Linked DNA regions of Sus scrofa: all the other regions are linked to region 5. Evidence: chromatin contacts called from public Hi-C, HiChIP or PLAC-seq and promoter capture Hi-C data. All regions are on one chromosome and are shown on one strand. Each heading gives the region's core, a stretch centred on a gene start, on an enhancer-like site or on the middle of the called end of the contact. The rest is flanking DNA. Distances are from core to core; before and after follow the strand shown.

What was found. Promoter capture Hi-C pulls out the DNA fragments that hold promoters and counts their contacts. Hi-C and Micro-C count contacts between places; a contact is called where the count stands out from the background. HiChIP or PLAC-seq counts read pairs in DNA pulled down with a chosen protein or histone mark.
Region 1: a Hi-C map of skeletal muscle shows a contact between it and region 5, with 6 times the contacts expected there. The contact joins the enhancer-like site here to the promoter of REV3L in region 5. A contact is called at or near these places in 3 of 5 promoter capture datasets (fetal skeletal muscle, liver and skeletal muscle), 13 of 47 Hi-C or Micro-C datasets (embryonic fibroblasts, epiblast stem cells, fetal skeletal muscle and 7 more) and 2 of 2 datasets of contacts at active chromatin or transcription factors (alveolar macrophages and skeletal muscle).
Region 2: an H3K27ac HiChIP or PLAC-seq map of skeletal muscle shows a contact between it and region 5. The contact joins the enhancer-like site here to the promoter of REV3L in region 5. A contact is called at or near these places in 2 of 5 promoter capture datasets (fetal skeletal muscle and liver), 4 of 47 Hi-C or Micro-C datasets (liver, skeletal muscle and subcutaneous adipose tissue) and 2 of 2 datasets of contacts at active chromatin or transcription factors (alveolar macrophages and skeletal muscle).
Region 3: a promoter capture Hi-C map of fetal skeletal muscle shows a contact between it and region 5, with 4 times the contacts expected there. The contact joins the enhancer-like site here to the promoter of REV3L in region 5. A contact is called at or near these places in 3 of 5 promoter capture datasets (fetal skeletal muscle and liver), 5 of 47 Hi-C or Micro-C datasets (embryonic fibroblasts, fetal skeletal muscle, heart right ventricle and 2 more) and 2 of 2 datasets of contacts at active chromatin or transcription factors (alveolar macrophages and skeletal muscle).
Region 4: a contact with region 5 is called in an H3K27ac HiChIP or PLAC-seq map of skeletal muscle. The contact joins the enhancer-like site here to the promoter of REV3L in region 5. A contact is called at or near these places in 7 of 47 Hi-C or Micro-C datasets (alveolar macrophages, embryonic fibroblasts, epiblast stem cells and 4 more) and 2 of 2 datasets of contacts at active chromatin or transcription factors (alveolar macrophages and skeletal muscle).
Region 6: an H3K27ac HiChIP or PLAC-seq map of skeletal muscle shows a contact between it and region 5. The contact joins the enhancer-like site here to the promoter of REV3L in region 5. A contact is called at or near these places in 2 of 5 promoter capture datasets (both in liver), 13 of 47 Hi-C or Micro-C datasets (alveolar macrophages, embryonic fibroblasts, fetal heart ventricle and 8 more) and 2 of 2 datasets of contacts at active chromatin or transcription factors (alveolar macrophages and skeletal muscle).

What each region holds. Positions count from the first base shown.
Region 1 is chr1:77,587,745-77,592,340 of Sscrofa11.1, reverse strand. All of the region lies in intron 10 of FYN (FYN proto-oncogene, Src family tyrosine kinase), which reads left to right. Among named protein-coding and RNA genes, the nearest start is that of TRAF3IP2, 49 kb to the right of the region's middle. Within about 2 kb of position 2,615, at least 26 of the 83 cell types and tissues checked have an H3K27ac peak or open chromatin away from gene starts, as enhancers often do. A contact at or near this core is called in fetal skeletal muscle, liver, omental adipose tissue and 2 more, where this site is marked.
Region 2 is chr1:77,571,770-77,576,590 of Sscrofa11.1, reverse strand. No RefSeq gene overlaps it. Among named protein-coding and RNA genes, the nearest start is that of TRAF3IP2, 33 kb to the right of the region's middle. Within about 2 kb of position 3,445, at least 13 of the 83 cell types and tissues checked have an H3K27ac peak or open chromatin away from gene starts, as enhancers often do. A contact at or near this core is called in alveolar macrophages and skeletal muscle, where this site is marked.
Region 3 is chr1:77,633,862-77,638,448 of Sscrofa11.1, reverse strand. FYN (FYN proto-oncogene, Src family tyrosine kinase) reads left to right here. Exons shown (of 11, transcript NM_001080206.2): 2 at 194-290. Among named protein-coding and RNA genes, the nearest start is that of FYN, 6.2 kb to the left of the region's middle. Within about 2 kb of position 2,913, at least 22 of the 83 cell types and tissues checked have an H3K27ac peak or open chromatin away from gene starts, as enhancers often do. A contact at or near this core is called in fetal skeletal muscle and omental adipose tissue, where this site is marked.
Region 4 is chr1:77,554,068-77,558,663 of Sscrofa11.1, reverse strand. No RefSeq gene overlaps it. Among named protein-coding and RNA genes, the nearest start is that of TRAF3IP2, 15 kb to the right of the region's middle. Within about 2 kb of position 2,768, at least 4 of the 83 cell types and tissues checked have an H3K27ac peak or open chromatin away from gene starts, as enhancers often do. A contact at or near this core is called in skeletal muscle, where this site is marked.
Region 5 is chr1:77,398,875-77,403,553 of Sscrofa11.1, reverse strand. It overlaps REV3L (DNA polymerase zeta catalytic subunit), which reads left to right and starts at 3,003. Exons shown (of 33, transcript XM_021091241.1): 1 at 3,003-3,594. It overlaps LOC102167874, which reads right to left and starts at 3,457. Exons shown (of 5, transcript XM_021084615.1): 1 at 3,158-3,457; 2 at 2,855-3,017; 3 at 2,645-2,682. The coding sequence starts at 3,457. It overlaps LOC110260596 (a long non-coding RNA gene), which reads right to left and starts at 2,636. Exons shown (of 2, transcript XR_002343829.1): 1 at 2,541-2,636; 2 at 1-1,579.
Region 6 is chr1:77,611,975-77,616,679 of Sscrofa11.1, reverse strand. The region is part of intron 9 of FYN (FYN proto-oncogene, Src family tyrosine kinase); the gene reads left to right. Among named protein-coding and RNA genes, the nearest start is that of FYN, 28 kb to the left of the region's middle. Within about 2 kb of position 2,674, at least 8 of the 83 cell types and tissues checked have an H3K27ac peak or open chromatin away from gene starts, as enhancers often do. A contact at or near this core is called in fetal skeletal muscle, omental adipose tissue and skeletal muscle, where this site is marked.

The DNA of each region.
Region 1 (4,596 bases), core at 1,366-3,865, 190 kb before region 5:
GAGGCTGGGGTGGCTGGAGCAGAAGGAACAGGAGGGCCTTCCTAGGTCATGAACAGGACTTTTGCATGTGCTTGTTGTGAGTTAGGGGTCAGTGAGGGCCTTGAGCAGGTGGTATGTCTCGACATGCTTTCTCTGTTATCACTTCCTGACCCTTCACACCAAAAGAGCCCTTCAGACATGCAGGTCTGTCTGCTCTGCTCCACTGTCCACCTTGGAATCCTTCAGAGCCCAATGCAAACCTCCTCTCCTTGCGTAGCCTTCTCCACGTCTCTTCTTGGGGTGCCCTTCTGCTTGCTTCCGTGCACTGGGTACATCTCTCTTGAAGCTCTTGTGTGTCTCTGTTTCTCAGTAGCTCTGAACTCTGAGAAGAAGGGGGCTTGTATATGTTTCCTGTGCCCAGCACAGTGTGTGCCCCACAGTACACTCTTAAGTCTAAGCAGAGGCGGGGAGGGGGGACAATTCTACCTATATGAGGCTTCTGAAATAAGACCTTGCCCGTAGCCTGCAAAGCCTTTTGACTCTATTTCATCATCTCCACACATAAATATAGCATGTATTTTCCCGGCCACAAAATACCCTCTGTCCTCAAAGCTGTTCTGGGAAATTGACCCCATGGTCCGTTCAAACACCATGTCCCAGCGCTGTTCTAGGCAGAACATCCCGGCCGTTCTGTGCCCTGGCTCTCAGCTGAACACCTGCTTTGGGAATTTGGCAGGATCTGGCAAAGCAGGAACATTCTCTTAAGCATATCACATTTATTCATGCATTTGAAGTGCTTTCAAATCATCTCACCAGAGACAGCTGCCTGACTTTCATGAATGCATTTTGTCACTTGATAATGATTTGAGGAGGAAGATAAATTAGGGAATCTGTAGCACTTCCCTTAAAGAATTAGAAGCCTCCACCTTTGTCCTCCCTCTGCCCCACCCAGATGCTTCAGACGGAGCCTGAACTGTAGACTCTGTGTTCAGCAGCCCGTCACTGTCGCCTGCACGCCTCTCTCCCCCCGCTGTGCCCAGCATGCCCACAAAAGCAGAGTTTTTTGGGGGTGGGAAGAGGTTAGGACTTTGCAGCCTGGAGAATGGGACACAGGAAAACCCTGTAACCTCAGCCAAGGGTGCTTTGTCCTCTGCCCCATCCACAGTCCCCAGGCTTCTCCTCACAGTGTTCTCTCCAGAAGGAATCCTGCCTGTAATGCCCTGGAGTCACGTTGTCACCTCCCCTTACAAGGTTTCTCTTGGCCAGTGTGCTGGTGAAGGAGGAGGGAGGGCAGCCAGGGAGTCCTGCCTTCTGCAGCTCTTCCCTCTCAGCTGGGCTGGGCGCTTCCATGGCCTTCCTAGGGGGCACCCTCCCTCCCTTTCCCTTTCCCCTTTTCTGGGACAAAGGAGCTCTTCAAGAACTGGTACTGTCAGCTTTAAATAAGCCACGTACGTGTGTTATGGTACCTGAGTGGCCATCATTTCTGTATTTATCAATACCGTGGGCTTAATAAAAACAGCTGTCCTGAGGCGATCTGCTTAAGATGAGGAAAGAGAAACAAAACTAGTCATTTTTGTGCCTTCTCAAAGTCATGCCTTCGTTTTCAGCAATTCTCTTTGAGCAGCATCTATCTGCCCAAAATCTGGACTTTGATCTCATAACCGCAGCCTAACTTGAAGCGTCCCAGTTGTTGCCCAGTCAGATAACGGGAGCACATGAGGATCTGATAGCATGCTCATGCTGAGCAAGCACCATTAACTTGCTCCCCTTCCTTCCTCCCTCAGCACTCAGCACTCGCACAGCACCGCTCAGCACACAAGTAAACATGAGGGCTTTTTGTAGGGTTTATGCAGAGAAGCCAGGGGGAGCCTCTGACGGAAAGCCTCATGCACAATAGGGTATAATTTCCTTTCAGCGGAAAGCTCGCTTTGCAAAAGCTGGATATCTGAGAACATGAACATCCCTCCCATTGTCAAAATGCTTAATTATTCACCTGGCACGCAAATCCAGGTTCTCGCAACCCCTCATTCCAATCCAGATGCAGACCTGAACGGGTACCAGCAAAAATCCCTAATGGTGCAGAGGTGGCCCCTCAGAGATCCATATTAAGGAGCTGCACAAACCGAGAGCCATGAAGCCCAACACCTTCCGTTCATAGAAGACTTCTTTTCTGACAGCAGAAAACACGGTGGATGTTGAGGTGTTTTGTTGGCAAAAGAAGACACCGAGGCCAGCGGAAGTCAAGGCACCTACTGAGAGGCACAGACTCAGAAGTGATGAAGGGGCCAATGCAAATGAATTGTTTTCTCCCTTGGAGAGTCTGCAAGAAAATCAAGGAGGTTCCCCTGAGTTCATATGTAGCTCAAGAAGAGGAATAGGAAAGTGCAAAAAAAAAAAAAAAAAAAAAAAAAGAGGGAGGGAAAAAAAGAAAGAAGGGGAAGAAGACACACATGTGAAAGTAGGCGTTGCTGGCAACCATACCTAGGAAGGGTTGGAAAGTGAGAGTGGAAACCTGACCTCAATTCAGAAACCAAGAGGAAGCCAGCAAAATGATTTGGAAAGGATAATCGGGTCATAATGGCAGGAAGTGAATACGGTCCACTTGGCAGGAGAATCTCAGCTGCAGGGTTTGGGGCAGACCGGCTAGAAATGGTGCTGCCAGCAACCACGTGGGAAAGCCTGACTGCAGGGTGACAGGAAGATCCCGGGAAGAGGAATTTGAGATCGAACCCCAGCACAGCAGATGACGCAGGTTTTCTGTGAACTGATACCACTGGACTGTGTCCTAGGAGAGTGACCCATGGAAAGGCCCCGTTTTCCTGACCCACCCCAGCGAGAGAGCAAGAGGGTCAGCAGCCACGGCAGTGGGGACAGAGGAGGACAGGGCTGGCCTGAAAACAGCTAGCGAGTCTCCTCTCTGGCCGCCAAGCCCTGCGCCTTTTCTCTGATGGGGAGGTTGGGAACCAGGCAACGTGCCCTGGGAAGCTTTGTGACCATGACTCTTCCCACGGTCAGATGCCACTGGCGGATAGAGGCCATCCTCCTGTTGCAAAACGGTCTCTGTTGCCACTGCCACTAGGAACCATCGTTGGCAGAGTTTCCCTGAAACCTGTCCCTACACCATATTTTAAAGTTTCTGTCTTTTCTGTTTCTCTCCTGGCATTCTCTCCACTGAAGGAGAGGAAAAAAAAGGAAGCGCGTTCCCAGGCACACCCCTGCCTGGAGGGGTGAGAGGAGGAGCAGGAAGAGGGTGCAGGCAGAAAGGAGGTGGAGAGCAGATGCATCCAGGGAGCTGACAGCCCCCCACCCCCCAGCAGGACTGAGTCCAGCTCCGCCCCTGGTCACAACTGCCCCGGGAGCAGGCTGCCTCGGGAGACGCTACATGTTGATGGTCAAGTTACTGCACCAGCTGCAGCCAAGGCTCAGGCAGAGCTCTGGAAAGATGGGCTTGACCCAAGCAGCCAATTAAACTTTCCACTGGTGGAGACTGAATCAAGAGTTTTAAAATAATACGTGAAATCTTTCCAGTTGAGCAGTTCGTTTTGTCATAACACGAAACAGTTATTGACAGAAGCACCACAGAGCAAGAGGAGAATGACTCAGGAAACTCCGGGGTGTCGTTTTGGACGGTCCCTGGGCCAGAAGAGAGCATTAAAAGGCATGGGGTGGGGGGTGCAGGTTATAAGTACCTGTCAGACCTGAGGGTCAGATCTTCCCTTCGATCCTCGCAGGGCGGGGGATAAGGGGATTTCTGCAGGTTTGGGCTGTGTGGTTCTGAGATATTATGAAACCAAGGGCTGTGCTGAAATACAACGCAAATGCTTTGGACAGTGCCAGTCCTGAGACATGCTTATGCTCTCTTCCTAACCTTTCCGGGCCGCTGGAATGTGGTGGCTGCTGTCCCTTGTGCCACGGCTGCCCAGCCACAGCCCTTGGGACTGAATGTGCTTCAGAGTCAGAATTTTTTCTTTTAAGGAAGCCCATACAGAATTTTTTTTTAAGGATGTCCATTTCTTTAAGGAAATGAAAAAAAAAAAATAGACCATAATTTATATAACACCCTAGGAGAGTCTGGGACTGCACTCTGTTCAAACACATTCTTACTTCTGCAACGATACGTATGAAGAAATAAAAACAGTCAACAGCCTCATACCCGGTCAAATTTTATGGCCAAATGAGATGAGTTCCCAGAACTTTTGGTTTGCAGAGGTTGTTGGATTGGGGAATTGCAGATAAGGAAATGCTCATCCCTGCCCCTATTTGTCCAGAGCGCTGTGGGATGCTCTCCTGGCAGCCCTCCCTTCTCCCCTTGCTTCTGGATCGCTGCCCCATCTGGTTGTCATTTGAGTTTTCAGTAGTTGGAGGAGGGTGTAAGGCAGTTAGCCACAGAGCTGACCAAACATCCAACTGAAGAGAACCCCCGGTAAAGTCAGGGAGGGCACAGAGGCGGGGGACCCAGACTCACTCACCGAACCTCTCACTAAAATAAGGGTCACTCTGAAATGTGAGCAAGGTTATATTAGGATAATTACATTGAAAGCCTTCCTCAGCCCAGCAGGAATAATCCATGGACTTTATCCCCTCCAGGAAGTATGGTGGCAGAGAATAAGAAAGCAT
Region 2 (4,821 bases), core at 2,196-4,695, 170 kb before region 5:
AGCTGCCCCCACGAAGCCCTACACATGTTTCACATTTCTGATCAAAATAAATGGCTGGTTTTCAAGCACTAAGGTTTGGGATGGTTGGTTTTGCAGCAGTAGATCACCAGAATGTTCAGGTTGGGCTGAACATGGTGTGAATCCATTTCCATATCTTTCTAGGATGCCTCCCGGCACTCGGAGTTAAGGAAGCTAAGAAAACTACATTTCCCTTGTAGCTCCCGTCGTGGCTCAGTGGTTAACAAATCCAACTAGGAACGATGAGGTTTGTGGGTTTGGTCCCTGCACTTGCTCAGTGGGTTAAGGATCCAGCATTGCCGTGAGCTGTGGTGTAGGTCACAGACACAGCTCGGATCTCACGTTGCTGTGGCTATGGTGTAGGCGAGTGGCTACAACTCCAGTTCGACCCCTAGCCTGGGAACGTCCATATGCTGTGGAAGCAACCCTAGAAAAGACAATAAAAAAAAAAAAAAACTACACCTCCCAGAATCCCTTACCATGAGGTCAAGAGTGTCAATCACACCATACCAAGACATATTAGAGCAAGGTGTGGAAAGCAGAAGTGAGGCAGAAGCCAGTTTCCTGCAAGTTGTGTCTGTTTTCTGCTGGAAACCAAGGGCACGGGCCAGTGATATCCAATCCCCAGCTTCACAGGTGTTAAGAGGCAGTTGTAGAGGGGGCAGTGGCTAAGCTCCACATCCTAGCCTGCAGGCAGGTATTCCCAGCTTTCTGATCACATTCTGACTGTTGAATTGCAGCTTCAGTGTTCTTGGGGTCAACAGTGCTGGTGGCAGCCTCCTGAGTTCCACCTTCCTGAAGGTGGCAGAAATGGCAGCCCTCCTAGGAGGTCAGTTCTGCTGCATCCTGGGAGTCATCTCTGGGAGCCCATCATAGAGCCCTCTCTTCTAGCCCTTCCAGCGAGTTTGTAATTTCCCCCTTTTGCTTAAAAACCCTAGTGTGGTTCTTATTTCCTACACTGAGCCCTGCAATTGATCCCAAGTATGATGCCTGTCCTCAGCCATCTTGGTTCTTGCTTGCTTGCCTTCTCATTTAATCACTCCTTTGACAAATATTTCCGGCATACCTACCATGTCCTGCCAGGCACTGTGCTAGACATTGGGTTTAGCACCAAATCTTTTAGTTGAAAAAGTTTTTGAACTAAACAGACATGGCTCCACCCTCATGGAAGGAGCCAAGGCCAAGACCAGAAGCCAGGCAACTGCAACCCTCAGGCCAAATCAGTCCCCTGCTCATTTTTGTAGAAAAGTTTTCTTGGAACACAGCCACACCCATTCACTCATGTCTTGGCTGTTGCTGGTGTTTCCCTACAATGGCAAAGTCGAGCCGTTGCAACAGGGCCTATAGGACACACGGAGCTGAAAATATTTCCTACCTGGGCTTTCATAGAAAAGGTTTGCCAACTCTTCCATTAGACAAATAAAACTCCAGGCCAGGCTCCTCTTGTCCCCACATGCAATCAAGTGCCAAGCTCCAAGCTCAGCTCCTAGCCCTCCATGAAGACTATCTCATTTCGTTCTCACAACCAGCTTTGGAATATACGATCATCAGCTCTGTTTTATAGAGAAGGAATCTGAGATTTAGAGAGATGTGGGCTGGGGGACTGGGTAGATGGTGGTAGCATTAACGGAGATGAAAGGCAAGGGAGGAGGAGCTAGAAGTAGGCAGGAGCTGCTGGATTCAGTGTGGACCCAGGTAGGTGAGGCAGCTGCAGCAGCATCTAGAGGTTGTCCTGGCTGATTGCCTGCCTGGTGTGGTGGAAAGCATTTTCAAATCTGGCCCATTTTAGGTTCAAATCACAATTCTTCCATTCCTAACTGTGTGACTTGGAGCAAGTACACTTCACATCTCCAAGCCTCTTAGCTTCCGTCTCCTCACAAGTAAAATGGGCTTTTGACAAAATGAAATCAGGGAATAGGCATGCAGCATCTGGCACAGTGCTTGGTTCATGGAAGACATTTGATCCATGTGGGCACCTCCCCTTTATCTTCAGTCTGTCCTTGTATGGTGGAGAAAAATCCAGATGCTCAGCCATGGTTGTGTTGTTCTAGTCAAAACACACGATGGCTCCCATGACCCCCTCTAGTAGAAGAGACACGTTTGGAGGGCTGCCCAGCCCACACCTCTTTCTTTAAACTTCCCCCCACACCCCACTATTGAAGGTCAGGTTTTTACCATGTGTGACCCTCCCTCACACCAACACAGCTGATGATACTGGGGGTTTGGGGTGGGGAGGACAGATGCCTGATAGGGGCAACCAACCCACTGACTTGCCACTAGCTCATGGAATTGTCTCCCTTGAGTTGGGACCAAGAATCAAGAGGTTCTGGGGACAGATGCTTGGCCCATAGGTTAGGTTGAATCAGGAGAAGCGATGGTCCATGGCAGAGCAGAGGGCACAGTCTGCAGAGAGAAGTAGTGGCCAGAGACCATAGCCCACCAGAGGGAGAGTGGCTGGGAACAGTGGCCATCCAGCTCTTGTGTCTGCTGGTCCAACTCTACTTCCTGAGCGCCACTTCTGTGAGAATCCCCAACTCTTGCAGATACCATTTGGTCCCTTGAGCCAGTGCCAGGGAGGTTAGGCTCCTGCAGTCCAGCTGTACTGCCTGTCCCCTCTGCCATCGCCCCCCCCCCACACATACATCCTGGCTCTACTGAACTGACCACAACTCCTCAAGCATACTCTCCGCTGCTCCCATCTTTCCCCCTTGCCTGGAATGCTCCTTTGCCTCTCTTCTCTTCTTAACAGTCTGTGCATCCTTGGAGGCCCAACTCAAACCTCTCCTCCCTCCTGAAGCCCTCTCTGATCCCTCATCCTAAGTGGTGGCTCCTCCTAAGGGCTCCGTGCACCGGCTCTGGTTTCCCCAGGGCCTCCTTCTCTCTGGGTCCCCTCCTTGCCTCTGTGCTCCCTGCTGGTAGAAACTTGGCACATGGCAGGCCCTCTGATGTGACACTGAACTTACTCCAAGGCTTGCGAAACCTAAAACACGATCCGAGTTTCTTCACCACAGAGTATTCTGCCAGTATAAGGCATTGTTCGTTAAAATGGCAACGCGTTTCAAGAATGCTTCAGATTAAAGGGATAAAGATCAAAGGGCACATTTTTGGCCAGGAGTTCTGAGTCTTGCAGACCCAAATAAATTGTAGACATTTTATTTCCTGAACTGATTGGAACCATAACACTGGATTTGGTGCTGGAATATAAAACTTTCTGAAACTTTCAGCCGGGTGGAAAATCTGTCGCCTCTTTACTGCAAGGGGATGTGCTTATCTGCCATGAAAGCACCCGTGTCTCTTGCTGAAACTGGCTAGTAAATCGGGAAGGCCTGACTTAGAAGCCACTTGCATTGTTGATGCGGACCTGCAGAGCCCCGCCCTTAGTTGAGTTACAGGCACACCCAGCCTCCAGCATAGCAGGAAAGGGTGTGTCCGTGTTGCATGTGGACACGTGTCCACTCGGATTCAAGATCCTGCAGACCCGTGTTGAGAATAGGAAGCAGCTGTGCATGCAGGCGGCACTTGAGACGCTGGCTGCGTTTGGCAAACGTATATTTCCCCACCAGAATCTTGACTGCAGCTGTGGAGCTGGCTGCTCCTCTGCCTGGGGCTCAGCCTGGGACATGCTCCCCCCACCACACCCCTAGCTCGGCCGCTCAGCCTCCCTCTGGACCAGAGGCTGGCCTTGAGGTTCTAGGGCATGGGATGAGCCAAGCCCTTGCCCCTGAGTTCAGGGAGGAGGGCGACCCTGCTGGGAAGGAGGGACACCAAAGGGGCTGGTGACAGGAGTGCCCAGGGCACAGTAGGGCAGCAGGGCAGCCTCAGCCACGAGCCTTCACCTTCAAATTTTGGACAAGCCAACCAAGCTATGTTGGCTGGGCTTGGCCTGAATTGACCCCTGGGAAAGCAGGTCACAACGGGGACAGTGACCTGTGGTCAGTCTCATGGGGGGAGCCGTGAGGTTGGCCTGGGATTCGGGGAGCAGGATAACCTGACTCCTGTCCCACTAGGTGAGATGCTGGCTCACATCTCTTCTCCCACTTGCTTTGGGGCTGCAAAGTGAGGCCTCAGCCTGACCTGAAGACCAGAACTTCAAAGAGATGCCTTCCTGTTGGATTTAATGAACCTGACCTCTAGTGAGAGTCTTGGAAGATCACAGACTTACAGAGTGCACGGCACTGTTTTTTTCTTTTTCTTCTTTTTTTTTTTTTTTTTTTTTTTTTTTGTCTTTTCTAGGGCCGCACCCTTGGCATATGGAGGTTCCCAGGCTAGGGGTCTGATTGGAGCTGTAGTTGCCCGCCACAGCCACAGCCACAGCAACTCAGGATCCAAGCCTCATCTGAAACCTATACCACAGCTCACAGCAATGCTGGATTCTTAACCCACTGAGCGAGGCTAGGAATCAAACCCGCAACCTCATGGTTCCTAGTCAGATTCGTTAACCACTGAGCCACAACGGGAACTCCACCAGGCACTGTTTTTAGAGCAAACACCTGGCTTGATAGATGAAGCTGGTAAAATTAATTAATTAATTAATTAAAAAATTTGAAACTCCCATGGGCTTTATTCTGCCCCCTTGTCCTTTTCATAATGAGGGTGCCTCCACGTGCAGGGTCTGGTCCCTGGGCTGGCTGCAGTGAAGGATGCCCTGCCTCGGTCCTTATGCCCTCTTTTGATAAAAGAAACTATCTCAAGTAACCTCCCCTTACTCTTCGGAAGTTCAGCTATGCTTCTCCGGAGGTGGGATGGGACCAGGTGGGAGAGAAAATGATGTGCAGAGGGGATTTTAGCAAGAGGAAACTTTCT
Region 3 (4,587 bases), core at 1,664-4,163, 230 kb before region 5:
TGCAAAGACCAAGGCATAAACCCAGCCCCGGGACTCTGGTTTCACACATTCATTACAACACTGCCTCATGTTATCAGTGCTGATTAGATGTAAATTCGGCAAAGGAGCTTTTAGCGAAGATTTAATTTCTTGGAATTAATTTCCCCTGGTGTAATAACCTCTCCCCTTTTGCTTTTGCTTTTGCTTTTGTCAGGAGTGACGCTGTTTGTGGCCCTTTACGATTATGAAGCCCGGACGGAAGATGACCTGAGTTTTCACAAAGGAGAAAAATTTCAAATACTGAACAGCTCGTAAGTTTGAAGAGGGTCGGGAAAGCATGCACGGCCTCTCAGAGTGGGAAACAGTTCTTGTGTTAGCACTCACTAAAATTAGATCTCTGAAATTCTAGGACACTTGATCGTAGCATTTCAGATTTCCGAATCTAATCTTAAATTGCTGAGAATTAATGAACTGACGAATTGAACACTTAATTCATTAATTCTTAGCAGTTAACTTGAGGGAAGAAAAGTTGATGAACTAGTGCTATACTTTACGGTGCTGTGCATCCGGGCAGCTTTTTGGAAGCTGTCATGGAAGCAGAGTGGATGGTTTTGGTTTTGGTTTAAAGGTTGTGAAAGCACCTGCATCACCCTCTATAAAGCTACAGTTTCAGGTGATTGCCACAGGCTTGCCTAGCCACAGCACCCTCTCTGTGCCTGTAGCTTTTCTTCTAAGTTCACCTGTTGGCCTAACTTCACGGAAGGCTAGCACCAAGTTCCTTTTTCAAAACTGCCAAGTCAGTGAAGCCTATGGAGGCATTTTGCCATAATGAAATTTTGCAAGTGACCGAAATCTTTGTAAGTTAGAAGGAAAAGCAGTTTTGCCCGCTTGAGAATGACCACAGTGCAGGCATCATCAGTGCAGCAGGCAGTGGGGAAATGTCCAGGCTGAGAATCACTCACTTTCCAAATCCTGCATATAATGCTTCCTTTAGGGAGAGTAAATATGGGTCAGATTTCCCTATGGTTTTTAAATACTGTCTGTTAGGCGAAGACACCTACCAGCTGTGCACACCACTATGTGTGCACGGGGTCGGGGGCCCTCCAGAAAAACCCAGGCTTGAAGAAAATGGAGGTGTCCCTTGTCTGCAAGACAGACCCTCTCCCTACACCTCACGTTTTCCTCCTGAGCGCCCCCCAGTGGCTGGGGAAGGACACCACCTGGGTGCTGGCTACACTGCCCTCTGCTCTCTAAGCAAATTGGATTTCTGAAGGGCGGGAAACCTGGCTTTCTCAGTTTCCCTGAGAGCACGCGTGAGGGCAGGCAAGAGGCAGCCCACTCACCTAGGAAGAAGAGCGGTCCTTGGAACAGGGAACTTCCTCAGGCCCTGACAACTGCCTCTTGGGAAAACCCACCCCTTCTCTGGGACGCCCCTGATTCTCAGGACCACCTTTCAGAGGCAAGAACGGCCTCCCCCCTTCCCATAAGAGGCCAGTGACTTCCAGACATCAGAAGGCACCATTTCCATAGTTACAGGGTTATTTTTGAAATCTTTATTGTCATCATTAGCAGGAGAGTGGGTAGTTTTTTTTTTTTTTTTTAACTTTTTACTTTAAAGACATGTGGTCAAGTACACGGATCAAAAATGTACGTGGTGATACTTGAATAAGAATAATGCCACTCAGCTTGAAAATGGTTCAAGTCGTGCATTGTACTTATTTTACTGCAATTTCATTAAAGTGTGTACTATTTGCAGAATACTCACAAACCAAACATTCCTGTGCAACACATACCCAGATCAAAAAGAATTACCTGCTCCCGCCCCCAAGCCCTCCTTCTCTAGCCAGAGGCATTTTTTAAAAATAGTAAACAGTTGCCCTTTATTGAAGGCTCCTTATGTGCCAGCCATGTGCTAAGTTACAAATGTTCTCGTTTATTCTTCACAACGACTGTCTGAGACGTGTCTCAGTCATTGTTTGACAGATGAGGAGCCAGAGGCTCAGGTTAGGGATCTGCCCCGGTGCATTGGGCCGGTATCCATCCCAAGGGCAGCGTCAGGGTCAGTGTGGGAAAGGTCCCTGCTAGAGGGGCTGAGCCATTTGTGTTGCATGAAGTTTTGAAGGGATGGGGGGGGGATTTGATCTCTTCTGATTGATGATTCCTTACTGTTAATCTGATGCTCAGATGAATGCTTCTTGTCAGTCTACTAACTTTGAAATCTGAAATAACCCTCCCTACCTCTCCCCATTTTATACAATATTTCCTAAATGCCAAGGATGGTTAGAACTTTCAATCAATCTGTAATTTCTAAAAGGTGAGAATTAAAGAATAGTAGGCATTCCCGTACACAGTTCTTCTTAGGTTTTCCCCATAGGGCGGGTGGATCCCCACATCGGTTGTAGGGCACTTGGAGAGCCAGTCCTCGCCCAAATCAAACTTGCGATTTCTTCCTCCGTTAATGTGGATAGGATCTTGAATGGCTTCCAGTTGCAGCTGTGGAGAAACACTCAAGGAAGAGCTGATCTATCTCAATCTATATTTTGTGATTTGCATGCCTGGCCTGTAATGTTTACAGAAGGCTTTTGAACTTCTGACCCTGTTCTCTTAAAAGAAAATATTACAAAGGGGTTTTTTTCCCCGTCTAATAGTCTTCTCTCTTGCCAGTGGAATTTCTCATCTTACATGCCATTTAAATACCCTTTTCCAAGGTTATTGGGGAGGGGTGCAGGGGAATAAGGTTTTTGTAACAAACACAGTATCCTGAAGTCAAGGGTAATAACAGGGAAGAGAAAATGAGGCAGGAAAAACAAAGCGAGAGGACAGAACCAGATGGCAGGCGTCTCCCTCCCCCTCCCCCAGCCTCTCTGGGGCCCTGGCTCTCATCGCTTGAAAGAGAGGGAGGGACAGGGCTGTGATCTCCCTGGGGCAGCTGCCACATCTCCCAGTGTGTGTCCTCCCACTCCTTTCCCAGTCTAGAGGCAGAACTCAAGGACCAGCCTTTGTGTTTCGCATGGCAGCATGACACGTGATCCGCGTGTGCGCCTGTGCCCAGCACTCTCCTCACCAAGGGGGGGTGGGCCTCCTTCGCTGACCTAGTGTAGGTGCTTAGTACAGGGTATTTGCACATCCTTGAACTTGACCCATTTTTGAATAGGTACCTTCATCTGTTTTATTCCCTATTTTCTCATTTCACGGCCAGGGATGTACCACCTAGAAACAGCAGCTCTAAAATACAGTAAACACTTTACACAGAGTGGAGTACTGCTCATTGCCTAGGCTAGCAACTCCTTTAAGTTCTTTTCATCATGATAAGAAGAAATCTGGTTTAGAGCCCATCAAAGCATTTTTCAAATTGTTATGGATATGCTCTCTGAGAGTAAGATGAGCAGTGACCAAAGTTAGAAAGAATTCAGCATTTATAATGATAATGCTCCATAGCTCCATAGATCAAGGCTGACTTCTGTTGGCAAATGCCACTTCCTGGCTCCATCAGGGCTCTGGGCTCCCAGCTCCTGGGACCATGAGCCCTCTGAGCAATGCTGGGGATTGGAAAGAGACTTTTAATTTTGATAAGTCTTTAAATTAGAACAACAGGGGAAGCTCTTAGGCAAACTTAAAAGCTGTTCTAAACCAGGGCCAGATAAGAGTTAGAGAAACTATTCACAAACTATATGTGCGTAAATTGTATATTTGAATCCGAGCAAGATGAGTTAAAATCTCATCAACCCTGAATTAATGAAATAGCTGAACTGTAAGAACTCTTTAAAGAAATGCAGCTTTAGGTGTTTCCACTGTGGCTCAGTGAGTTAAGAACCCAGCATGGTGTCCGTGAGGACTCCGGTTTGATCCCTGACCTTGCTCAGTGGGTGAAGGATATGGTGTGGCTGTGGCATAGGCCAGCAGCTGCAGCTCTAATTCGACCCCTAGCCTGAGAATTTCCATATGCCACAGGTGCCACCCTAAAAAGAGGGGGGAAAAAAGAAAAATGCAGCTTTAATAATACCAATTACCTACAATAACTCAAACAAGGAAAAGTAATGTAGTAAAGATCCTATTTTCCTAAATCAAGGTGAATAGTTTGTGCAGAAATCACCTATTTATTTGAATTAGCTTCCTAGGGTCTTAAAAAGAGATTTATTCATTTGCTCAAAGACTTTTTTTTTTTTTTTTTTTTTTTTTTATGTCTCAAGTCCATTCCAGCCTATCTGGGCACAGCATGTGAGCCTTACTACATAATACATTGTGTCCTTGTCACCTCATATCTCCTTTGATGGAGAAAGTGACCCTAGATGGCCTTGAAAAAGAAAGAAGGATTTTATCTCTCTCATGAGTAACTGAAAACCCTTGTGAGATTAATGGAGTCACTTAAGAGAAAATCATGAATTCCTAATACATGACTTTAAAATGATCTGGTAGTTGGATTCTCATCTCTGCTGAGACCAAAATGAGATAGATTTGAAATGGAAATAGCTTGATTAATACCAGATCACCTGAATAAGGCTGGGCTTGTCCCAACCTGCAGCAAAATGTGTTGGCTTCCTGCCTCAGATGACATTTCCATCTTTTTTTTTTTCATTTAAATCAGTTAGAACTAACTCAGTGAAGGTT
Region 4 (4,596 bases), core at 1,519-4,018, 160 kb before region 5:
CCAGGCTAGGGGTTGAATCGGAGCTGTAGCCTCTGGCCTACGCCAGAGCCACAGCAACGTGGGATTCAAGCCACGTCTGCAACCTACACCACAGCTCCTGGCAATGCCAGATCCTTAACCCACTGAGCAAGGCCAGGGATCGAACCCGCAACCTCATGGTTCCTAGTTGGATTCATTAACCACTGCGCCACGACGGGAACTCCTATAGATTTCTCTTTACTTCTTTCTAACTCTTTGCTACTTTAATACCCTGTTAGAGTTAATCATTTTTTTATGTTATACGCTCTCTGTCCAAACTACTGTGTAGAGCCTCCCTCTTGATTGGATCCAGAGTGATATGGGCTGCAAATGTCCTTGGGGTTGAATTCACAAGAAGTCAAGGACATTTTAATGTAAAATAGTTGTTTTGTTTTCCCAGGCATCGAGAGAGCAGTGGGTACCTTGGAGCTAAGAGAGGGGGTTATGTGAAGAAAGACCTAGCAAGAGATGATGGAAAAATCCGAAGGATAAACTTTGCCTAATTTACAGTTTTACCGTGGGCTGACGATAGCTGTGAAGTGTTCATCTTTCAGGGCAAAATGTCTTTGGTTCCCTAGGGTCAGCCTACCAGCACCAGAAATAGAATGAAAGCACAAGTTTTTCTGGTGAAGCAGCAACGATTGTACTTTGATAAGCTCAGTACGTTCCCCCCTTTGTTGTTTTGTTTCTTAATCATACATAAAAGTGTGTTGCCATATAAAACAGAAAGGGGACAATTCTGGACATTTTATTTCACTGAACAGAGCCAGGCTACTCCCTGGGTATACATTAGCTCCTTCAGACAGGACATTACCACCTTCAGGCTGCAAGGAAAACGTGAATCAAAACCATGAGGATTGTCAGACAAAGACATGGCTCAGTTATAGAGAGGCTGGCATTGTCTTTCTCTGGGGGTTGTTAAAAATAGGATGGCAGCTCCTGTCTTTAGGATGGTGTGAGTGTGGTCTTGATTAAAGGCAGGAGTCGGAACAAGGCAACAACAAGCTCCCTTCCAACATAAAAAAAGAAAAATTTTTTTTAAAGTAATGTATCTAGGAGTTCCCGTAGTGGCACAGCGGAAACGAATCCAACTAGGAACCATGAGGTTGCGGGTTCGATCCCTGGCCTCGCTCAGTGGGTTAAGGATCCGGCATTGCCTTGGGCTGTGGTGTAGGTCGCAGACACGGCTCGGATCTGGCATTGCTGTGGCTGTGGTGTAGGCTAGCAGCTATAGCTCCGATTGGACTCCTAGCCTGGGAACCTCCATATGCCGTAGGTGTGGTCCTGAAAAGAGAAAAAGACAAAAAATAATGATAATAATAAAGTAATATATCTACACAATTTAAAAAACAAATGGTACAGAAGACCTATTTAGAAAACCAACTATCCTCTGCCTTACCTTCTCCCACCATCCATTGATTCCTCCTCCTCAGTTCTCTTTATGTTGTGATTTATACCTTTTTCATATTCCCTCGTTAGCATTCTGATGGTCCTGTGGAAGGGAGCAGATAGAAACTCATTTGTGCAGCCTGCCATCTTGAAAAATAAGCTTCCTCTCAATGTTGATTCAGTTTTTTCTTAGGCAAGACCATAAGAAATAGAATTCAGTGTTCTGAAAATTCTCTGCTTACCAAGTCAAAAATGCATGTATATGTGTATCATTTAAGCCTGTAATGGAAACATACTTCTTCCATCAGTCTAGTTCTTTTGACCTTCTAGATATTTCTCTCTTGGCCACTTGCCTTCAGAACCCAGACTTTTTGTCCTCACCCATCTGGTGCTCTTTGGACAAGCAGTACATTGAGCCTCTACGTCTCAATTAAAATTTTCCACATTAAGTCAACTGTTATGATAGCAGATGGTAATATTATTACCAGGATAAAAACAGCAATAGCAAAGAGTGTCTGGGCCACAACCCCGAAGTGCCATGCCCTGTGAAGGGGGACACAGGCAAAGGAACCAGAGCTGAAGTGGCTAAAGTGTCAAATCCCCACTCTGTGTAATTACACTCTTCCAAGGGTGGCTGTCCCCTCTCATAATCACTCATCCTCAGTTGGGGCCTCCTGCTGTATATCCTCCCCCTCTACCCTGTCGGACAGAAAAATGGAGGGCTGGGTGGTACATGGAAGCGAGAAATGAAGCTAAATTGATCCAACCCACTGCTAGTGAATCCAGCTATACCTCATGTTATCCCAATTTCACTTCTCCTCAACGGCGACAAACACCCAAGAAGGCCCTGCCTGACAGGCTCAGAGACGCTAAAGCAGGGATTTAATCCATCGTGTGCCCCACGTTTAAGCTCCTTTATGCTCCTGGCCATTAGCTGATCATCTTGGTTTATTGACAGTTGTTTTAAAGACAGCTAAGGAGACAACACTCGTGAAAGGCACCTTTATCTGGGTTGGCATCAGCCATAGGGAAAGAGCTGGGGTATGTATCTGCTTTGCAAAAAAAAAAAAGAAAGTAAAGAAAAAAGCCATCAAAGCTCCTTAGCACATAATACATTTTAGTAATCAGAGCCAGAATCCAAAAGCATAATAAAGAAAAGCAAGTGAAAAATCTTGATCATCCTCATATTTTAAATGCCTTATTTCCTGCCAATCTTCTATCTGTTTCCAGAGCAGCAAAAGTTGCCCACTCTGCCAGCGCCTTTGTCAGCTGCCAGCTGTTACTTTCCTGAAAAAAGGGTCAGAAGGCTGCTGGTAGCTAATAGCCAGACACAAGCTGCGAGGAAGAACTGTCCCTTGGGGGTTTTAGCTGCTGGCTGATTGTCAGCTGAGAGCTACAAGTCCTGGTTTGATAAAAGCCAGCTAGAGCTTTCAACCCTTCTTTTTTCTTTTCTTCTTATTTTTTTTTTTCTTTTTCCATTTGTGCTCTGAAATTGTTGTACACTCCACATGGAAGTCCCTGAGCACGCGGGCCTTTGTTCTGCCTTGTTAGGCACCCACAGAAGAGCCTGCTCCAGACAGTCACTTTGCAGGGGTGGGGTGGGTGAGGCAGGAGAAGGTGGGGTGAGGCAGGAGAAGAGGGCTTGGGGTGGAGAAGCTCCCCAATGCCCGGTGGCCCATGAGCAACCCTGAGCGAGGATGGAGCAGCCGAGAGCGCAGGCTCAGACTGCTTGTTTCTTGCGACAGCTGGTGGTAGTGTAGGATATGCTTGTACGTTAGAGTTAGAATGCATTGACTCGAAGCCCCCTGAAATGAAATGAGTCACCAGCTCCCTGCGCCAGGCATGAAATCCAAATCTTAATCTGTCTCAAGGCTCCCAAATGTTCCCAGAGGCCAGCAGTCAAGAATTCCCTTCTCCACGATGGGGGTGGAACTCAGGGCTCTGTGGATTTCAGGGGGGTGGGCCAGAGGAAGAGGGGCAGCAGGAATTCTGCACACAATGTGCTTTAAATTCAGATGCTTAGGGGCTGTCGTGTGCGTGTGCAATGCATCAGTGATGAAAAATAAACACCCAGCAGAAGCTGGCTTGGAGTAAAGATGAGTGCACAATAAATTTCAACCAGTTCAATTAATCGCTTGCTGCTTGTTGTGAATATTAATCCCAGGGAGGGAGCTGGCTTCAACCCAATCAAAAGACAGGTGAAAACAGAAAACAGCAAAACATTTGGGATCTTTAGAAGGAAGGCTTACCTGTGAGCCAAGCGTTGATGCTGAGTCCTGAAGAGAAGCAGAATCTGCAAAACAGCCCCTCCTGTCTCTGTGCTGCAGTAACCAGCTCTCCCTGCCCTCAGCCCTCACCTATCCCCTTTGGCACTCCTCAGGGCCTTGTATGAGAAAGGCTTGGCCTGAGGCTGTGGAAGATGAAGGAGCCGAGACTCCGCATTTGTTTGGGTTTTTTTTGTTGTTGTTTTTTGTTTTTAATTGTAGTAAAATACACCTAACATAAAATTTACCAGAATTTTTTCATCATCCCAAACAGAAAAACACTGCACCCACTTAACAATAGTACCTCATTCTCCCCTCCCCCAGTCCCTGGTAAACCTCTATTCTATTTTCTCTTCTATGAACCTGACCTCTCTAGGCATCTCATAGAAGAGCAGTCATGTAATATTTGTTCTTTTGTGTCTGGCTTTCTTCACTTAGGGTAATGTTTCCAGGTGCATCTGTGTGGTAACGTGTATCAGTACCTCATTCCTGTTTAAGGCTGAATAATATTCCATTTTATGGATTCACTGCATTTTGTGTATCCATTCACCCACCAGGGCATTTGGGCTCTTTCCCCCTTTTTACGACTATGAATAGTGCTGCGCTGAACATGGGTGAACAGATATCTGTTCTTCTGGTTTTATATCCAGAAGCAGAATTGCTGGATTACATAGAAATTCTATATTTAACTTTTTGAGGCATCAGCAAACAGTTTCCTATTTTATTGTAATTCTTCAAATTTCTCATGTAACCGAAAGAAAAAAAAATCATTACCAAAGATAAATGATGGTCTCTTTTGCCACTTAGGGAATGGTATTGATCTTAGTCGTGGATGGCTGCTTATGGAACGACCTTGCTAGGACATGTTTGGCTGTGAAAGGTGAGCTCCCTTTCAGTGCTCAGGAATGAGAACGTTACCACCAAG
Region 5 (4,679 bases), core at 1,754-4,253:
ATGATGAGTATAGGTCAGTGAACTAGAAGAGATGATAAAAATGTCAGTTGATATGACTAAAATACATTTCTATGATGCTAGACCATGAAATTCTAAGGGCATGAACCATGTCTGTTTTGTTTCTCACTCTTAAATCAACTGGCAAATAGAAGCTACCGCAGTGGTAACAACAACAAAAAGATGCCTTAAGGTTATGGAGTACAGAGTTCAATTTTAGCATTTCTCATATATATAGATAAGAGTTCCAAATGATTTTACTATTTTTAGATGAGTTAAACTTCTGGATGTCAACATTTTGATACTTTCACATACATTATCTCACTTGAGCCTTATAATATCCCTGAGAAGTTAAAACAGGAATTACTATCCATTATGAGGAAACAACCCCTCCAAATTCAGTTATCTGTCCCAACTCATTTACCTAGTAAATAACAGTTTAAGTTTTCATTCTCTGTCTCAAAATTCCAGAGCTCTTTCTTACCTCAGGAGAATATATTTATCAAACACATTTGATAGTGACTAATTAGAGAAGTATTGTCAGGTTTTCAACTTGAGCATTAACTGAAATTTGATTACATGCAATGGACACATTATCCTGATTTCATGCTGCAAATGTTTTTCTTCAAGAATGAACATTTTTTCTTGAGAGTTCTAGAAGAATTTGAGTGGTAGTTGCCACGGCCTTTTCTTAAATTATGTTGATTCAGGAGGTAGGAAGAAAGAAACTCTTTTCTAGAAATAGCTAATTGTGAATTTGATACTTTTTTGGTTTTCCCCTTCTATTCTTTTTACAGCCAGACCTGCTGCACATGTAAATTCCAGGGCTAGGGGTTGAATTGGAGTTGCAGCTGAGGCAGCTTGGGGGCAACTCCAGATCCTTAACCAACTAAGCCAGGCCAGGAATCAAACCAATATTCTCTGAGACAATATCGAGTCCTTAACCGGCTGAGCCATAACAGGAACTCCTACTTTTACCTTTTTCTAGCTAGGAATAATATACATATTATGGATGCCCTTGATTATAATATAGTACAGAGAATCTCAATTTTATATTAAGAATCATGAGAGTGGTGGGTGGGGTTGCTAACAGTACCAAGTTCCAAGCCCCAATCCCCCAAAATGTGATTTAGTAAAGGCCAAAATATCAAATTTTAACCAACACACTAGTGGCATAGAATACTGTGAGAATCACCAGTATTGTGCATCTGACATCCAGCTTGTACAAAATATTTACCGAAAAATGCATTTAGCATGGTAGTCCTATTTTTAAGTCACTTGCATAGGCTTCTAAAACTTAAATCAACTTAAAAGATTTTGCCTCTTAAGATATTATTAGGTAATTTCCTGTATATTAGTGGAAATCTTGCCACCTATGTTTACAATCATGCTCTCAGGTTGAAAACTGCAGGCTAATTCTCTGTGGTAATCAGTCTCAAATCCCTTGAAGCATAAATTCTTATTAGCATTATACGTTATGGAATTTATAGACAGCTTACCAGTGATCTGTGTCTTTGAGCCTTTTAAGACCCACGATGGTTCCAAATAAGGATCTCTCACACCAGTTCAAATACAAGGCAACCTAGTAATCATTAAAATACACCTATATAATAACATGCGTGAAAGAATCTCTAATTTGGGTAAACTGAATATAACTGTCAAAGGTCGTAATTAAGTGGTATATTTCAAACTTGAAACCACGGTTCTGTCTCCTACTGCTTAAATCTTTTTGTTGGGAAGATTTGTGGATTTTTAAGAGGAACTCTCGTTTCACAGATGAAGAAACTGAGGCCCCAAGAAACCAATTTATTTGTCCAAGGTCACACCCAATATTAGGGATCAAGTCAGACAAAACGCCAACGGTTCCAATAAAATGGCCAACCCAGCCCCATCTGCTCCTACCCTTTTTTTCTGGATTTCACAACTGCACCCCTAGCCCCCCTCCTTTCTGGATAAAGTTGTTTTGTCTAACGGTTCTTCCCCGCCCGCTCCCTTTTGCTTTTATGCCTTAGGGTAGTAAAACCTCACACCAACTGTTAATGAATAACATTGTGAGCCCACATCTGACGCAGTGACTTTCAGGGGCTTTTTCCCTGGCCGAAGATTTCGCTGAAAGGTTCTTAATCCTACATTCCGCCGGGGAAGAGAGGAGAGGGAGAGGAGGAGGGAGGTCACCGGGAAATGACAAGTCCGTACATGTTCAGGCGCGCGCCCAGGACGCAGCCTACCGGCCCCGGGGAGGAAACTAGGCGGGGGATACTAAGGCGAGAAGAAAGGAAAGGGGCGGGAGAAAAACACCGTGGTGGGAAATCCCTGTGCACTGGATCTGCCAACCCCTGGCAAAGCCGAACATAGCCGAACGTGAATAAATCTCATTAAGCTGCTGGGCGCAGACACTGCAGCACCACGAAGGAGGGGGCGCGGCGGCTCGCGCCGTACGTCCGGGAGGGAGCGCCGGGGCGGCCCTTTTATAGGCCGCAGCCCGCGCTCAGGCGCCCGCCCCTCGCACCGCCCCCGGGCCACGCGCGGGTCTGCCGCGCTACCTGAGAAGGGCTGTTGGTGTCAGCCGCTCACCCTCCCGCGAGGCCGCGGCGGCACGAGATCTGCGCCTTGTCTCCCCGCCCCCCCCGCGGGCGGGTTCTCTTACCTTGTAAAAAGCTGTTTCCGCGGCTGCCCCCGCCTTCTCTGCAGGATGTGAAATGGCGGTCGGCGAGGCGAGCGCGAGCACTGCGGCTCAGGCCAATCCCTCCTCGCCACCAAAACGGCCCTGAACACTGGCGCCCCCCTCCCGCCAGGCCCTCGGAGCCCATCCATGACATCGGCGCTCCGCCCCCCCCCCTCCTCCGCGGCCCCTCACCCAGGTGGCCGTGCCCACCGGCCGAGTCATCGATCCCCCCAGCCGGTCGCGAACCCAGCTTGACGGCAGCCTCCTCCCTCGCCGCTTGCCCGAGGGCGGGGGAGAAACCACCTTCTCGACCCCCGCCTGGGTGTCCCGGTCGGGCGCCCGCCCAGCTCCCTCCCTTTCCCGCCGCGTCCCCTCCCCCAACTACTCACAGCCCTCCCTTCGCCACACACTCAACCCCCTTCTCCCCTCCCCCAGTGGTTGCGTCCGTGACATCATCATCATGGCAACAAGAGCTGCAGCCTGGGACCGAGGAGCCCGTGTGATTCCCGGCGGCGGCGGCAGTGGTGGCAGCACCAGCAGCAGCACCGACGAAAGCGTGAGGGCTTCTCTCCTGTCGCCCCTCGCCGGGTGCTCCTGAGGAGGCGGCCGCCTTGCCACACAGCCCCGCCCGCCGCCGCTGCTCGCGTTGTCGGAGTGTGAGAGGAGGGGGCCGAGCCGCGGAGGGGAGGGGGCGCCGCCGCCACCGTTGCTGTGGGGCCGCCGCTGCGGAAGGAGCCGCCGCTGCCAGGTCGCTAGTGAAGAGAAGGCGGTGGCGGCGGCGGCGGCGGCGAACATGTTCTCAGTGAGGATCGTGACTGCCGACTACTACATGGCCAGCCCGCTGCAGGGGCTGGATATCTGCCAATGCCCCCTCACCCAGGCCCCTGTCAAGAAGGTGCCGGTGGTGCGAATCTTCGGAGCGACCCCGGCAGGTAAGCGGGCGCGGGGCGCGGGCGTGAGCGGCGGGCGCCGGGGCAGCCCTCCCCGCCGCGCACTCGCGCGCACGCCACCGGCCCTTTCGGCGGACGGCTGCCGCGACTTCCCTCCCCTTCACCCTCGTCGCTTTTCCTCACGCGCGTGACAGAGGCGCAAAAATGTGGGTCCGCGCGAGCGCGACGGCCCTCCCCCCATCCAGCCTGTGGCGGGGAGGCGGCGGGCGCCGACTGTTTACACTGCGTGCGGCGGTCGCTTGCCGAGTCCGCATACGGGGTCGCGGGCAGGCGGGCGCCGCTCTCGCCCCGGAGGACTAGCCGGGTGGCCGCGCCGCGTCCTCCTCGAGTGGGTGCGCAGGGCTGCGCTCTGAGATCGGTCGCTGGTGGGGCACCCTCTGCGTCTCCCAAGTGCCCCTTGCTGGCAATGGCCTTAGGTCGTGTGGGGAAGTGTCACCTCTGTCGTCAGTCCTTCCTCGTCGCCTTTTCTCAGCAGCGCTCTCCTCTGCCCTTTCTGGAGATGCCGAGGGCTGAAGGGGGGCGCCTGGGGCCAGCGGATCTTTCTCATTGAAGTGACCATGTGGTTCTGCTGTGAGTGCAGTCATAACTCCTTAGAGTTGAAAGCCTCAGAGTCGGAATAGGGCTGCCTCCCCAGGTGCATGGCTTTCAGGGAAACGTGTATCCACGGAAGTAGGAAATGCGTGTTTATGTTGCCTAACATAAAACATCCCACTTAATAGCGTGAATATCTTAGGAACCACAGCTAAACCCAGCGACGCAAACATTAAAGAAAATGCCTCTCTGCTGGGTTGTAGGATTACATTTTAAATACACATACGTTTAAGACAAAAACTATTTTGAAGAACAAGTGGGGCGGGGAGACAGAAGCCACGTTCTCTAAAGCTCTTGGGCATTTATGATACTATAAATAGCATAGTGGCCAAATTTACAGGGTTTTTAATTGTTTTGTTTTTCTATATGCTTTGAACTGCCTACGTGAAATAATGGAGCTGCCTCCTGGAAAGAGATGCTCTTACCTCTAGCTAGGTATTGCCCTCTGGGATTTTAGCTAGCATTTCCCACTTGAT
Region 6 (4,705 bases), core at 1,425-3,924, 210 kb before region 5:
TTTCTTTCCTGATCTGGCAGGAATTTGGCAGCTCTGCAGGTGGGAGACTATAGCAGGTTCAGTGGGTTGCTGAGATGTTGCTTTCTGGTGAGTGAGTGGTCCTCCTGGCTCGTGCTGCCCTCCTCACTGCATCCAGGCCTGGGACATTTGGCTTTTGAAGAAGAGACCTGTGGGAGACCAAGAGATCAGTCAGGCAGCAGCTCACTCCATCAAAGTAGCAACCAATGGCAGAAGGCGTGTGGGGTTGGAGAATTTAACAAAGGAGTTGTTTACAATGGCCTGGGCTGGGCTTGGGAAAACCGACAGGGTGTGATGCCGCACCCCAGGGCTGGGGACAGCACCAGGACTAAGAGGGAGCAGTTGTGCAGAGATCCCGCCTTTGGTGGAGAGGAGACGGCAGCTGGGGTGGATCTGGTGAACAGGCACCTGAGCTCACCGTTCAGCCCTCCTCCACATTTCCTGCAAAACCGGGCTAGAGCCAGAAGTCACGGTAGCCCGTTGACAAGTCTACATGGGTCCAGAGTGGGGAGAAGATGAGTAGAACGGGGATCCACAGGGAGGATAGAAGATAACAGCATAGTCCCTTGAAAGCTCCACTTCATTTAATCATCCACTCCCAACCCACCCCCTCCAAACATCTGTAGAAATTAGGCTCTAGACAAAATACATCCCAAAGCAGCAGCCAGTCCACCAGGACAGCTTTTCAGGAGTGTCTGGAGCACTAGGTACCAGGGAGGGAATTCCCAAGGCTATTTGCTTTCTTCTCAGAACCTCAGAAAGTGATCAAAGGGTAAATGTGTGGAATTAAGTATGCAGTTCGCAATCAAATGTAGGTTTCTCATGGAGAATATAGGGCTCACATCTAAGGAAGGAGGTCTCCTTCACTGTTGTCCTTAACCAAAGCCTAGCCGTTCTGAGCAAGGCTAAGCAGTCACCAGGACAGACTGGGTAGTGCTTTCTACTGGATGCTATAGTGGTGATTTCTGGAATTCTTCTTTCTTTCCTTCTTTTTTAACTCTTTCATTTCATGCCAGTTCTCTCCTGCTTTTATCCTCCTCAGCAGTCTCAAATGATGAGGAAAAACGCTAAACTAAGACCCTGCCTCGCACAGATACTGTCCAAATGCTAAATTACACGTCAGTCAGACAGCTCGGCTATTTGAATTTCCCCAGCACGTGGCAGTTCTTGTCCTGGAGCCAAATGCCCACACAGTGAGCATGCCCATGCATCACACACACACACCACACACACACACACACACACACACACGCATGCCAGTACAGGGCCAGATGGCAGCCATATCACTAATCAAAGGCATGCAGGCAGCTGTGATTGGCACTGGCCATCCGGAGAGGAATGTGGGCATGATTTGGAGTCAAGATGAGTTGAGAGGGCCTGATGTGCCCCCAGGTCTGAGACCTGGCCCTGATGAGAGAGTTTACCCTGAGGCAGACCTGTCAGACCCCAGCTCACGGACCCAGAAGGACAGAAGAGTGCGTGAAGGGCACAAGACATGAATATATGATTTAGGAAGGAGCTGGCAATGGAGAGGGACGTGTCGGCGTTCTGTCGGATGTGAGTGGGGTTCTGGTGCCAGAGGGAGTGGTTCAGGATCAGCCTCTCCCCTTCTCCCAGGCTCTGGATCTATGGGATCTGTGGTTCACAGCCTTGAACCATCCGTAAATGAGAAGGTCACAGGGCCAGGAGCCAGAGCATGCTGGCCGGGGTGCTGCTGACAGAGCTTGGTGTTTAGTTTACAGAGCCAGGTGCCCTGGGCAATGCTGTGCAGGGGAAGGCATGTCAGGAGCCCATCACTGCTGTCCCCTCACTGCACGCTGCTGCCATGGAGCAGGGCCCAAGCAGCCACCCTTCAGCCCTGGCCACCCAGCCCTGCCTCCTCACTGTGAGCTGTCCTGACTGCCTTTCTGGTGGCTTCCTCTACTGTCACCTGCCCAAATGTTTTTCAAGAGATCCACCTCACACCCTTTGTACTATGTTTCCTTCCTTTCATTGCCAACTAGAGTACACCACTCTTTCCTCTTAAAATTCTTTTTTTCTTCTCTTCCCTTTTGCAAGTATCTTCAGATCCATGCTAAACACTGGAAGGAGATAAGTAAGGAGAAGTAAATGGACTGGAAAACTGAACTTAGGGGATGAAACCAAAGACTGGGGACCTAGGATTTGCAAGGAGAATAAAGGAAATGCTGCAGGGGAGGAAAAGGGGGAGCTGGGGTATTCGTAGAATACCTACCCAGGGCCAGGCCCAAGCAGGCACATGCAAGGAGTAGAGCGGGAAAAATAGAAACGGGTTCAGAGGGGTTAAGTAAGTTGTATAAAATCACACAGCTAAGAAAATGGCCAAGGCAGGATTTGAATCCAAGTGTGGCTGGCCCCGTGCATCTGCCCTCTTAAGCTATGCTGACTGCTTTTCATCAAGACAATGATTAAAAGAACAGAAGATAAAAATGGAGGCGATTAGTCATCAGTTCCTTTTCCCTGCTATTTTATGGGAAAGCTTTTAAGGGGCACCTTCTGAGGTGCATGTGTGAGGGAGTTGGAAGAATGCATTTTCCAGCTCTGGGACAGCCTGGCTGTTTACACAATTCCTCCCGAGTGTCTGCCCTTCCTAGGCCACTTTATGAGGCAGGCAGGGCGTGGAGTGTATCTGCCAGTGTCCTCTGCAGATGGCACGTGTGCTTCGTGCCGAATTTTCTGCAGGGGATTCATCATCTCCTCCAGACAGCTGCTCCATGTGCCTGAAAATATTTGCACATCAGGTTTTATGTTCCCCACAGGCCGCAGCCAGGCCACATCTTGATTGTGGAAGTGTGGGCAGTGTTCAGAAGTGTGTGCCTATCACAGGTATTTTAGGACTGTGAGTGACAGTTGTTTCTCAACACAGTTGTGAGTCTCCTATCCAAGAACACAATGAAATATCCTTTGTCTGCCTGCGCCCACCCCCCACCCCCACCCCCCGCCACCCGGCTAGAACTAGAATACGCCACTCTTTCCTCTTAAAATTCTTTTTTTCTTCTCTTCCCTTTTCCTCTGGGATGAGCTGACACATCCCAGAGGAAAAGCAGAACTGGAATTCTGTGGTCTTTTCTTCCTCCGGCTCCTGGCCCCACTGGACTGTAAGCGGCAGCCTTTCATCAGGGAGAAGGTACAGACCAGGCTCAGAGCCCAGGAGGGTGGTCCTCCACCAGCTGCATTCTGGAGGCCGCAAGAAATTGTTTAGGGGTATCGCTCATTCTCTGTTACCTCTGCCTGTCCCCCTGTGACAGCGGCTAGATCTTCTTTAGTCGTGAACCCTTTGTTCCACTATGTTCAGTCAGGATCTCTAAGTAAAGCAACATGAACTGAGTGCCTTTCCAAGTGCAAGAGCTTTGCTAGGAGCCTCAGGGAGAAAGAAGCCCAAGTCTGTCCAGGGGCAGGCAGTAAGCATGAAGCCAGACCGAACCGGATTTGAAACCCAGCCCTGCCACCTGCCAGCTCCAGGGCCTTGGGCATGTTACGTAATTTTTCTGCACCTCAGCTTGCTTATCTATAAAGTGGAAATATATCTTACCTGCTTTGTGCTTTAATTTTTGCAAAGATTAAGTGAAACAATACGTGTAAGTTGTTCAGCATGTTGCCCAGGGCATAGCAATTAACAAAAAGGACTCTGAGCGTTACGTCCCGGACAGACCAAGTTCTTGAGGAATAAACAGATGAGAGCATGTGCTGTAGACACATGGAGAGGCTCACACACCATTCGGGAAGGGGAGAGAGGGATCAAAGCTAATTCCTGGGCGGTCAGATGTGAGTAATGGCAAGGATGAAGTTGCCAGCAGCGGGAACAAGTAGGGAAGAAGGTCAGGAAGAACGAGGGTGAGTTCGGCTTGGAGTTTGTGGAGCTTGAGGTTGTCGTGCCAGTGAGTCTGAGCTTGGTGTCCATGCCTAGAGAGGTGTGTCCTCCCCTAGCCTCTCTGCCAGGGGGGCCTCGCCTCCCAGCCTTCCCTGCCATGTCGCCACCCCTCAGCCGTCTCCCTCCCAACCCCACCCTGCCTGCACCCTCCCCTGAGGTCTGGTCACAGCCCCCTCCCTCCCCAACCCTGCACCTTCACCCCAGAGGCAGTGCAGGCATCACAGGATCTGGTGTCCCATCATCCTCATACGTCCGACGCTGTCCCCTGGGCCACTCACCAGGGTGGCTGTCACCAGGCCTTGCTTTCCAAGCCTCTCAGCCCTCCAGCCATGGTTCCTCCAGAGCTCACACAGACAGGGGGAGAATTCTTGACACACTTTCTTCATGTGCTTTTAGGAAACTCAGTGCTAATGTTTCTTTTGTTTTGTTTTTAAGTTTCATTGAAGTATAGTTAATTTACTAGGCTGTGATCATTTCTGCTGTACGACAGAGTGACCCAGTCATACATATACACATAGTGATGACTAATGTTGATTTCCACCTAACAAGCTCAGCAAGAACTGGCTTATGTATCATAATGACTTGGTTTTGTGGATACTTTTTTTTTTTTTAACTTTTTTTTTTTAAGCCTCCACCCATGGCATATGGAAGTTCCCAGGCTAGGGGTCAAATCAGAGCTGCGGTTGCTGGCCTGCACCACAGTCACAGCAATGCTGGATCCGAGCCTCGTCTGTGACCTATGCCACAGCTCAAGGCAGTGCCAGATCCTTAGCCCACTGAGCGAGGCCAGGGATTGAT